2 separate regions of the Mus musculus genome follow, and region 1 is linked to region 2. A link is a contact called in public Hi-C data. All regions are on one chromosome and are shown on one strand. Each heading gives the region's core, a stretch centred on a gene start, on an enhancer-like site or on the middle of the called end of the contact. The rest is flanking DNA. Distances are from core to core; before and after follow the strand shown. Region 1 overlaps Smox (spermine oxidase). Region 2 overlaps Rnf24 (ring finger protein 24).

Region 1 (5,796 bases), core at 702-3,201, 200 kb after region 2:
GGATGTGGGCATCTTGTATTTGGGAGGAAGGCTCGGACTCGAGAGCCATGGGCTGGTAAGGTGCTAGAATAGATGGGATGGAATATCCTCAGTATGTCTCTTGGGTGGGAGGGAGTTGAGGGTCTGCTGTGTAGTATTGTCTTAGAAGAAGGTAAGACTAGGAAAGGAGAGGCTTCTAACTGATGTCACGAGGTGACACTGTGGCACAAGAGTCACTCTGGCCAGTGCTTCTCCCTGATTGTCATTTCATCTGCTGTCAGGTGTTCCTCTGTGGGCTTTGGCTGTTCCTCAGAGAGAGCTGCCAACCCCTTCCTGCCCTGTTGAGTCTGTATGGATGGGTTCCTCTTAGAGAAGAAAGGGAGGCAGTCCTGTCCTTCTCTAAAGAAACCTCTGCCCCTCTAAGGGTCTCTTGTCACTACCAGGAGACACCACCTTTGAGCTGGGAGCCACCTGGATCCATGGATCCCACGGGAATCCTATCTATCAACTAGCAGAAGCCAATGGCCTTTTGGAAGAGACAACAGATGGGGAGCGCAGTGTGGGCCGCATCAGCCTTTACTCCAAGAATGGCGTGGCCTGCTACCTTACCAACCGTGGCTGCCGCATCCCCAAGGACGTGGTTGAGGAATTCAGCGATTTATACAACGAGGTAAGGGGGCCGTCAGGACAGTGTGGGGACTCGTGGATGTTCTGAGTGAGCATCGGGACAGTGTGGGAATGCATGGATGTGCTGAGCATCAGGACGGTGTGAGGACTCGTGGACGTGCTGAGTGAGCATCAGGACAGTGTGGGGATTCATGGACGTCCTGAGCTAGGCAAAACACTGATTTCCTCAGAAAGTCCATGAATGTCATTTGCTAGACTCTACTAAGTGTTTGGGTTGTGGTAATTGTTGCCACTATGTTTTTGTTTTTATAGATACTGAAACATTTTCTAGTTGTTCCTAGTTTACAGCAATAGAGTCTCAAATCCCTGGTGGTTATTTTAGATAATTTGTTAATTTAGTTAATTCGTTTAGCTAATTCATTTACTTATTTCGTTAATAACATATCTATTGGCATTCTAATAATATTTTTGGAATTACACGTAACCAGCATCATTCAGGAGACCCTTTTGTACTGATGGGGATGTTTCAGATCTGAACCGTTTAGTATGGTAACTCCTAGCTACTCAGAGTTTTTGAGTAGTTGAACTGTAGCTAGTGAAACTATGCAGGAACTGATATTAAATTCCGAATGGCTACAGGTATGTAGTGGTTACTATAGTGAGAGTCCAGCCGCAGAGTACTGATTATTCGTATTACATTGGTTAGTATTGCAAATCTATTTTAGATAGAAGTAGCAATTCTGTGCATCATTGAAGTATCCAAGCCTCAAAAAAAAAAAAAACAAACCATCAGCGTTCTTAGTATCTCTCAGTAGCACTGTAAATTGCACTGAAGAGCTGAGTAAAAAAACAGCAGGTCTCACTGTTGTGACGACCCCACTCCCGGTCAGTAAATGGACTGCTAAGCACTCATTGTACACTCGCCAGTCTCCTGCTTCGTGGCGCTCCCTGGTCTGTGGAGGACCTGCACACTCTGTTCTCTCTATGGACCAACAAGTTATGTGGGTGCAGTTCCATGTTTTTACTCACATACAAAGGGCAGATAGTAACCTGCGTTTTTCAAAGTAGACCTTACTGGCCTACGTGCTGACTCCTGAACGTGCTTTAAGCATAAATACTTAGGTTTTCATTTTTTAATTATTATTTTTAGATAGGTCTCATTATAGCTCATCCTGGCCTTAAATTTGCTATGTAGCCAAGGCTGGCCTTGAAGTCCTGATTATTTTTTTCTTCGCCTTCCAAGTGCTGGGACTGCAGATGTGTGCCACCATGCCTGGCTATGTGGCTACTTCCTGAGAATGACCCTCAGTGGCTGTGACTTGTTCTACTTCCTGTTGGTCAGTTTCACTTCTGAAAGCCAAGAGAGGGGGCTGTGGAAAAAAAAATGGACAAGGTAGTTATGGAACGGCAGTGCTGCCTAGTGTCTGAAGGAAGAACTATCGGCCAAGATTTCCTTGTGTGGCTTTTGGTCAATGCTGGCGACCATTCTAAGTTGCCAGGTGAAGCCATGCCTAAAGGTAGCTTTATATAAATGTTTCCAACAAAGATGGCTCTGAAGGGCCATTCCTATGGGTGTGTGTGTGTGTGTGAGGACAACGTTGTTCCACCTTACATTTCGAGGCAAAGTCCCGTAGTGGTTTTGAAGCTCAGTATCCCGGCTGGAAGAGCTGGTGGGTGAACCCTCTGGCTCTGCCTGACTCCAGCCGCCCAGGGCTAGGTTTGCAGTTGTGCTGGGGATCGGAACTGAGGTCCTCAGGCTTAAGCAGGAACTGCTCTACTTGCTGGGCCATTTTCCCTGTCCTGGTTGGTTGGTTTTCTCTCAGTGCTGACCGAGTCCAGGGTCTTGTCTGCGCTAGACTGGTGCTGTACCGCTGAACTGTAGCCCTAGCCTTAGACAGAGACCATTGAACACTTAAGCTGTAGGACCTCCTGGACCCCCAGTTTTCCCATCTGTAAAATGTACATGGCTGTGTTTACTTCCGAGTGTTCCAAGGATTGTAATCCCAATGAAAAGTATTTAAGAATCGGTGTAGTGGTCATAGGCCTGTGCCCCACACCCTCCTTTCATGTCTGGGAGGAGACTGTACCCACAAGATAGTCCTAGTTGGTGATGGCTACATTTGTTACTCCTCTGTAGGAACCTATGGTCTTCAATGGTTACTATGTTGCTTATCTTATAGGGGGAAACCAGGGAGGAGAAGGAGAGTCCCTAGCTTGAGTTCCTGGCAGTGATCGTGCAGGAGGAGTTTGCTGAGGCTCCAGCTTTTGCTGACCACCCAGCATCTTGTGATTGTAGGCAGGACAAGCTAACAGTTTCACATATCTCCTTCTCTATAATTTATGCTGCAGAGGCATCTTTACTTCATGTGCCGGTCTCATGTGGAGGCTTCTGTCCTGTGGAACAGTGGGGGTGGTGTGTGGTACTGTAGCCACCTTTCACTCTGGCCCCACAGCTTTTCCTGGGGGCTGCTGTGCAGAGCAGACATCTTTCCCATGGATGCGTGCTGACCAAATAGAGACTGTTTAAGGAAGGAGATAACGGCTAATCAGCCTGGCCACAAGTGATCAGCCACAGGCTATCAGCTGAGAAGCTCTCTGCTGTAGTCCCAGAAGTGACAGCAGTGGGAGGGGCTCATGCTGCTCTCCCGTTCTCACATGGTGTCAGGGCCTTGACATAGTGGCTAGCCTTCCTGCCCTGGCACTTGCCTACCTTCCCAAGGCCATTCATTTCTTACAGCATTCTGCTGTGGCCTCATCCCCAAACCAACTCATTTCAAGTTTCCTGACCATCTCACCCTCCATCTTTGTGCAGTTTCTTCTGCTTGTAACCCTTTCTTCTCCCTGTCTTTGCCACTGTTGCTATATCCTAATGAGTTAGGATTGTCTTGGTTGACCTCAGCTTACCTGATTTCTTTCCAGGCACAGTGTATCATGTTGAAATCTTATTAGAATGTCTCATCGACTTGAGTATGGGCAAGGCTTGGAACTTTCTCTTGCTTAATACATTATGGGTGTGGAGCCCACAAATGCATGTTGAGTGAATGCTAGGGCCTGTCTAGGTGTAGACTTGCTCAGTGTTTGGGGGTAGCATGGGAGGATTATGGGAGGGGCTGGCAGAGGAGGCAGAAGGACCCTGTTTCAAGGGACTGATGGTCACTGTGGATTAAGGAGTGGGTTGGTATTTTGGCTGAAGAGTACCTGTCAAGTAGTTTCTGTTTCTTGGCCTGCTGGGGCCTCCCAGAGATGATACTTCTGCGTTGCTCTCTCCTCTCTTCCTTCCATGTACTCCAGACCAAATGAAGGGGCTCTTTATGGATCTGAGTAGTGCAGAGAGGATGTCTATAGGGGATAAGCTTTCTGCATCTGCTTCTTAGAAAAGGTGAATGTGTGCAGATCAAATTCTCTGGGGGATGGGAGTGGGGCTTGCAGATATGTGCAGAGCCCACAAAGAGGAATCTATAAGTCCCAGATGTTTTCAATTTGTTTTAGGAAGGCCCCCCCCCAAAGAAAGCTTGAGGTCCATCACACCTCTCTTACTGGTTTGGAGGTGAGGAGCTGGCTGACTAGAGCAGGTACCTTGCTCAACTTCATGCAGAAGCCACAGCTGCGCCAGGGACACCAGGGGACAGGTAGCTTTCCAGTTGGGCCCTCTGTAGAGGATGATAAGTGCTCAGTCTTTGGGTCTCTTTGTCAGGTCTATAACATGACCCAGGAGTTCTTCCGGCATGGTAAACCAGTCAATGCCGAGAGTCAGAACAGCGTCGGGGTGTTCACCCGGGAGAAGGTGCGGAATCGCATCAGGGATGACCCTGACGACACAGAGGCCACCAAGCGCCTGAAGCTCGCCATGATCCAGCAGTACCTGAAGGTATCTTTGCTGTGGAGTATAGATGCCAGAGTGAAAAAGATGAATTCTGGGGGAGTCTCTGTCCAGAGTGCCCTGCTGCTCAGAGCTCTTGTTCCTTGCATGGCCTAGCCTGCCTCACCTGGCTTCTCTGGGTCTTCCCTCAGGTGGAGAGCTGTGAGAGCAGCTCCCACAGCATAGATGAGGTGTCCCTGAGCGCCTTTGGAGAATGGACGGAGATCCCAGGCGCCCATCACATCATCCCCTCGGGCTTCATGCGAGTTGTGGAGCTGCTGGCTGAGGGCATTCCTCCACATGTCATCCAGTTGGGGAAGCCGGTCCGTTGCATCCACTGGGACCAGGCCTCGGCTCACCCCCGGGGTCCTGAGATCGAGCCCCGTGGTGAGGGTGATCACAATCACGACACTGGGGAGGGTGGCCAGAGTGGAGAGAATCCGCAGCAGGGGAGGTGGGACGAGGATGAGCCGTGGCCTGTAGTCGTGGAGTGCGAGGATTGCGAGGTGATCCCAGCGGACCACGTGATTGTGACCGTTTCGCTGGGCGTGCTCAAGAGGCAGTACACCAGTTTCTTTAGGCCATGCCTGCCCACGGAGAAGGTGGCCGCCATCCACCGCCTGGGCATTGGTACCACTGACAAGATCTTCCTTGAATTTGAGGAGCCCTTTTGGGGCCCCGAGTGCAACAGCCTGCAGTTCGTGTGGGAGGATGAGGCAGAGAGCTGTACCCTCACCTACCCACCTGAGCTCTGGTACCGCAAGATCTGTGGCTTCGATGTCCTTTATCCGCCAGAGCGCTATGGCCATGTGCTGAGTGGCTGGATCTGTGGGGAGGAGGCTCTTGTCATGGAGAGGTGCGATGACGAGGCTGTAGCTGAGATCTGCACAGAGATGCTTCGACAGTTCACAGGTGGGCCCCGTGTGCATGCCGCTCACTGGGGCTTGGGGCCACGTGTCCATGCGGCTCACTGGGGCTTGGCTACTTTCTCAGCTCCCAGATCTGTTTTACCCTTTCCAGATTGTGGCACTGAGGTAGCTGTGCCTACTGGGAGAGCCACTGCAGAGAACCATGTTTATTTAGCCTCTGCCTCCTCTGCTGGCACATTCATTTTGTAGTTCGAATGACTCAAAATGATCGCTCTTTTCACTAAGGGCTTCATGGTAAAAAGGGCTCAAGTGTCACCATCACCATAGCTGTCCATTTCCTGTTACTTAGCATCTTATTCAGAGGTAGAATTGTTTTACTCCGATTTTTTTTTTTTTTTTTTAGATAGGGTTTCATGTGTAGCCCAGGCTGGCCTGGAACTCACTGGATTATACCTACTTGCT
Region 2 (5,769 bases), core at 1,175-3,674:
AGCAACCACATGGTGGCTTACAACCATTCTTAATGACATCTGACTCCCTCTCCTGGTGTGTCTGAAGACAGCTACAGTGTACTTACATATAAAATAAATAATAAATAAAATCTTTAAAAAAAAGAACAACAAACAAACACAAACAAACACCTAAGGCCAGATGGTTTTAGCACAGAATTCTACCAGATTTTCAAAGAAGAATTAATGCCAATACTTCTCAAACTATTCCACCAAATAGAAACAGAAGAAACTTTGTCCAATTTGTTTTGGGGCCAGTTACTCTGATACCCAAACTACAGAAATACCCAACAAATAAAACTATGGACCAATTTTCCTTTTGAACATAGATGCAAAAAAATTCAGTAAAATACTTAAAATACAAGTACATAGCAAAACAATCATCAACCATGATCAGGTTGGCTTTATTTCAGAGATGCAGAGATGGCACAACATATGTAATGGATAAATATGACCCTCCAGATAAATAGACTGAAAGAGAAAACCACATGATTATTTTATTAGATACTGAAAAGGCCTTTGACAAAATCCAACATCCTTCCATAATAAAAGTCCTGGAGAGACAAGAATATACATCAACATGATAAAGGCAATTTATAGCAAGCTCATATCCAACATCAAATTAAATAGAGAGAAACTCAAAGCAGTTCCACAAAAATCAGGAACAAGACAAAGCTGTGCATTCATTCTCTCCATACCTATTCAACATAGTACTTTAAGTCTTGGCCACAGCAGCAAGACAGCTGAAGGAAACCAAGCGCACACAAATTGGAAAGGAATTTGTCTGTGAGTTCATACAGTTCAGTGAAGCCTCCCCACAAGGGCAGCCGAATCCATAATAAGGAGCCAGAGACTAGAACAAATCGACAATTAGCCTGAGGCCAAGCAGAGCAATTAAGTGAGAAGCTGAGAGAAACCAGATTGAATCCGTCAGCTTGGAGAGGAGTTTGGGCCAGAACTGAGTTGAAACAGCTAGCGAGCCAGAGTTCAGGAAGAACTAGAAAGGACGAGCTTAGTCAGTAGTAAGCCCCTGAAAGGACAATTACATCAGGAGAATAAAGTTATTATTTACACAGCATGATATTGGTACAAAAATGCATATGTTGATCAATGGGATGGAACTGAAGACCTAGATGTAAATCCTTACACCCATGGACACTTGCTTTTTGATAAAGCCAAAGATGGGGAAAAGGAAGCAACTTCAACAAATGGTGCTGGTCAAACTGGATGGCTGTTTGTAGAAGAATCCAAATAGATTGATCCATACTTATCACCAGGTACAAAATTCAACTCCAAATGGATCAAAGACCTCAACATAAAACCAGACACATTGAAGCTGATAGAAGAGAATTGGCACAGGAAGACTTTCTGAATAGAACGCTAACAACACAGGCATGAGATCAACAATAAATGAAACTGAAAAGCTTCTGCTCAGCAAAGACTCTATCATTTGGACAAGTTGGCAGTTTGCAAAACGGGCAAAGATTTGTACTAATTATACATCCCACAGAGGGCTAATACCAAAATATATAAAAAACTCAAGGGGAAAAAACCAAACATAGACATCAAGAAAACAAGGAAACTAATTTAAAAATGGGATACAGATCAAAATAGAACATTCTCAAAAGAGGAAACTTGAATGCCTGAGACACGCTTAAATGTTCATCCTTAGTCACCAGGGAAACACAAATGAAAACTACTTTGAGATATCATCTTACCCTGTCAGAACGGCTAAGATCAATAATCAAATGACAGCTCATGTTGGTTAGATATGAAATAAAAGAAATACTCATCTTTTGCTAGTGGACCTGAAAACTTGACCAGGCTCAGTGGGATTCAATGTGGTGGTTCGTCAGGAAGAGGGGAATCAATCTGCCCTCAGATCCACATCTGGGGCATAGACCTAAAGGATGCTCCATCCTGCCAAAGACACTTGCTCAGTGTTCATTGCAATAGCCAGAAACTGACACCCTAGATGCTCATCAACAGATCTCCCGCAACCTTTCCTTTATACTACCAATTATAAAAGCACAAAAAAAATACAGCAATTTGAACTGGATAATTAAACTTTAGAAGAATAGATCACATAAGTCAGAAATAAAGGGAAAACCAAAAATAGATTAAGAGAAAAAAAAAAAAAAAACCAAATGCTTGAGGTTTGAGTCAACTAACCAAACAAAACATTAAAAAATTGCTATTCTGAGACCTTTAAAAACTAATGAGAATTTGAATACTAATTTATAATTTAGGTTATTATACTTTATAGGCATATAAACAGCCAAAGTGGCTCAAGAAAACCTGACTTTTAAAAAAATTGTTATGTCACTGAGGTCCTTAAGCATGCTAGGCAAGCACTCAACGACTAAGCTGTGTTCCTCATGGCTGCTTGGGACTGCATGGCCACTCTGCAGGCTGCTGTAGTGTTCCTCATGGCTGCTTGGGACTGCAATGGCCACTCTGCAGGCTGCTGTAGTGTTCCTCATGGCTGCTTGGGACTGCATGGCCACTCTGCAGGCTGCTGTAGTGTTCCTCATGGCTGCTTGGGACTGCATGGCCACTCTGCAGGCTGCTGTACTGTTGCATAACTGGGTTGGAGGCGTTGGCATTTTTACAGTCTTCAGAGTGCCTGTGCCTCTGAACGGATGCCAGTAAGTTCCCACTAGTCACAATTTTCACCACTTCCTGTTTCACTGGGTTTCTGTTGCTATTCTTCTCTAAGGAGATAATATTTCTGTCTGTATCCAAATGAAAGACAGGGAAGAAAAAACGAGAAAGAAAGAACACCAGTGGAGGGCATTGTGACTTTGTTTTCTGTGCAATCAGCATGTCTACTGTAGGTCCTGGTCCGCCAGCCCCTTCTGCCACTAAATCTGTCATCTGTCTTTATTTTTTTTCTATCTTTGGCTTTCCCATATCCGATTTTAAAAATGTTTACTTATATTCTCTTTTCGTATTTGCATGGTTTTATTCCTGAAATTTAAATGTTTAATCCACCTTGAATGTGATATTAGACAGCACTATGATGTCTATGAAGCCTAGTGCTTCGTATTAATTTAAACACATTAGTAATTCATTCAGGGTGAAGCAGTAGTTTTTTTAATATTTCAAAATTATTCTTACATAATCTTTTCTAGGTATGTTTATTTATTTATTTATTAACAAAAACTTCCTACAGCATTTATTGTCACCTAATAATAATGTGCAAGTAAAACAAGTTGAGTAAATGCAGGTTGCAGCAGACATCTTTAAACACGCTCAAGGGGCCTTCTCAACATCCTACAGGCGTCACCATTCACTGCTAGTTGGGAACACTTTGGAGCAGAGTAATATTATCTCCTTTTAGCATGATTCGACCCAGTTGTTTTCTTGACTTTGTTTTAGAATGAATCTCTTCTGCATTATCTAATACGAGGTTCATGTACTCATCAAAGCCAATAATACAACCTTCTATCCGCATATTCACTTGTTCATACAGCCACACCTGAATTCGAGATCTATTTTGCAAGTATCTGAAGATAAGGTTGATGGGCTGCACCATCACCTTCTGCACCTTTTGGCCCTGGCCGCGGTACGCCATTGGTATGTTTATTTTTAAAGATTTATTTTTTAATCTGTGTAGGTGCATCTGTCTGCATGTGTGAGTGTGCTCATCAGTGCGAGTGAGTTGTGCCTGAGGAGGCCAGGGGCACTGGGCAGCCTTAAGGCAGAGCTAGAGACCCACCTCAGGTAGGTAGTGGGAACCGAACCTGAGTCCTCTGGGAGAGGCTCTTAATCTGAGCCATTTGTCAAGCCCTCAGGTTTTAAAATGTTCTTTTGGGCTGTAAAGAACATCAAATGTATAGTTTACATAAAAGAATGGGTCTTGCTAAAGTCTGAATGCTTGTCTCCTTCCAAATTTATGCTGAAGTTTAATTTTGGTTGTAATAGTATTAATCGGCAAGACCTCTGAGAGGCGCAGAGTCATGTGCTCTCCTCTCATAAACGGATATCATGAGGTTGGTTTCTTATAACAGGATAGATTTGGCCATTCTGACTATTGGCTTTTCTTTGTATTTCCACCATATTATATAAGGCAACAGAAGGCCCTTGTGAGAAGTCTCAAACAAAATGAGAAGTAAACGTCTGATAACTGTGTGAATGTGTATATATGTGTACACATGTAAGTGCCTGTGTCTGTGTGGGTGTTTCCTCAAATGTTCTCTCTCCTTTCTTATGAAACACACTCTCACTGGAGCCCACTGACTTAGCTAGATAGAGTTGTCAACAAGCTCCAGGAGTCTGTGTGTGTGTGTGTGTGTTTGTGTGTGTGTGTGTGTGTAGACCGAATACCAGTGTCCATGTGCGGAAGTCAGAGAACAATTTGTGGACTCATTTCTCTCCACACACAATCTGACTTATGAGGACAGAACCAGGCTTGCATGGCAAACACTTCACCTGCCAAGCCATCTTATTAGCTCTTAACCTTATTTTTGAGACAAAGTCTCTCGTTGAACCTGAGCTCACCAATTTAGTTAGATGGTGTGTTGGTTACTTTTCTATTGCTGTGACAAGACACTGTAAGCAAGGCAATTTATAAAATAAACAGTCCCAGAGGGTTAGAGTCCATGCCCATCATGGTGGGGAACATGGCAGCAGGCAGGCAGGCAGGCATGGTACTGGAGCAGTAGCTGAGAGCTTACATCTGATCCACAAGCATGAGGCAGAGAAAACTGGGAATGTTGTGAGCTTCTGAATTCCAGGACAGCCAAGGCTACAAAGAGAGACCCTGTCTTGAAAGAAAGAAAGAAAGAAAGAAAGAAAGAAAGAAAGAAAGAAAGAAAGAAAGAAAGAGGCAAACAAGCAAGAAAAAAAGAAAGAAACCCTAGTGACACAGGTCCTTCGATAAGGCCACACATCCTAATACTTCTCTAACAGCTCCACCCCCTGGGGCCATCCTCATTCAGACCACCACCCATGGTTAACCAAGAAAGCCCCTGCTTTCTTCCACTATACACAGCCTTTTATGTAGGTTCTAAGACTCCTAACTCAGGTCCACATGCTTATGTAGCAAGAATTCTTATCAAATGAAGCCAGTATCAGCCTCTTAACAGCAATGTTTTAAACTTCCCAGTCCGTGGGATTCTGTGATACAGCAAACCTGGACTAAGATAAATCTTTATGTACAACACACATTCTTTTCATTCATCCTAGACTTATTCTGTTCCTTTAGAGAGATTTGGGCTTTAGGGATTTTTGTTTTGTTTTAGCTTTCTGTTTTTAAGAGCAAGTCTCACCATGTAGCCTTGGCTGTCCTGGAACTCGCTATGTGAACCAAGCTAGCCTTATGTTCTATTTTTATTTTTTGCAACAGGGTCCTGCCCAGGCTGTCCTTGAACTTCAGATCCTGCTGTTTCAGGTACCTGAGTGCTGGAACTACAGTTGATCACGCTATGCACAGCTGGAGAGGCTTAGAATACAAGGAATACAAAGTCTGAGGATACTCAGAGACTGAAGGAACTGATAGTGCAAACACATCTGTGAGAAAACAAAGAACACAGATGTGCTGGCTGGTTTTGTCAACTTGACACACATTTAGACATATCTGGTAAGAGAGAACCTTAATTGAGAAAATGCCTCTATAATATCAGCCTGCAGACAAGTCTGTTGGGCATTTTCTTGAGTAATGACTGACATGGGAGGGCCCAGGCCACTGTGGGCAGTGATAGCCCTGGAGAGGTGATTCTGGGTTGTATAAGAAAGCAGGCTGAGAGG

The links. Hi-C and Micro-C count contacts between places; a contact is called where the count stands out from the background.
Region 1: a Hi-C map of bone marrow-derived macrophages shows a contact between it and region 2, with 22 read pairs. The contact joins two enhancer-like sites. A contact is called at or near these places in 1 of 484 Hi-C or Micro-C datasets (bone marrow-derived macrophages), 5 of 115 datasets of contacts at active chromatin or transcription factors (bone marrow-derived macrophages, cardiomyocytes, embryonic stem cells and 2 more) and 3 of 9 other capture datasets (adipose tissue, liver and pancreatic islet).

The regions. Positions count from the first base shown.
Region 1 is chr2:131,515,795-131,521,590 of GRCm38.p6, forward strand. It overlaps Smox (spermine oxidase), which reads left to right. Exons shown (of 7, transcript NM_145533.2): 3 at 423-649; 4 at 4,301-4,474; 5 at 4,618-5,377. Among named protein-coding and RNA genes, the nearest start is that of Gm30732, 7.3 kb to the right of the region's middle. Within about 2 kb of position 1,952, at least 14 of the 459 cell types and tissues checked have an H3K27ac peak or open chromatin away from gene starts, as enhancers often do. A contact at or near this core is called in bone marrow-derived macrophages and microglia, where this site is marked.
Region 2 is chr2:131,318,772-131,324,540 of GRCm38.p6, forward strand. The region is part of intron 1 of Rnf24 (ring finger protein 24); the gene reads right to left. It also overlaps the pseudogene Snrpert. Among named protein-coding and RNA genes, the nearest start is that of Gm30590, 31 kb to the right of the region's middle. Within about 2 kb of position 2,425, at least 157 of the 459 cell types and tissues checked have an H3K27ac peak or open chromatin away from gene starts, as enhancers often do. A contact at or near this core is called in bone marrow-derived macrophages and microglia, where this site is marked.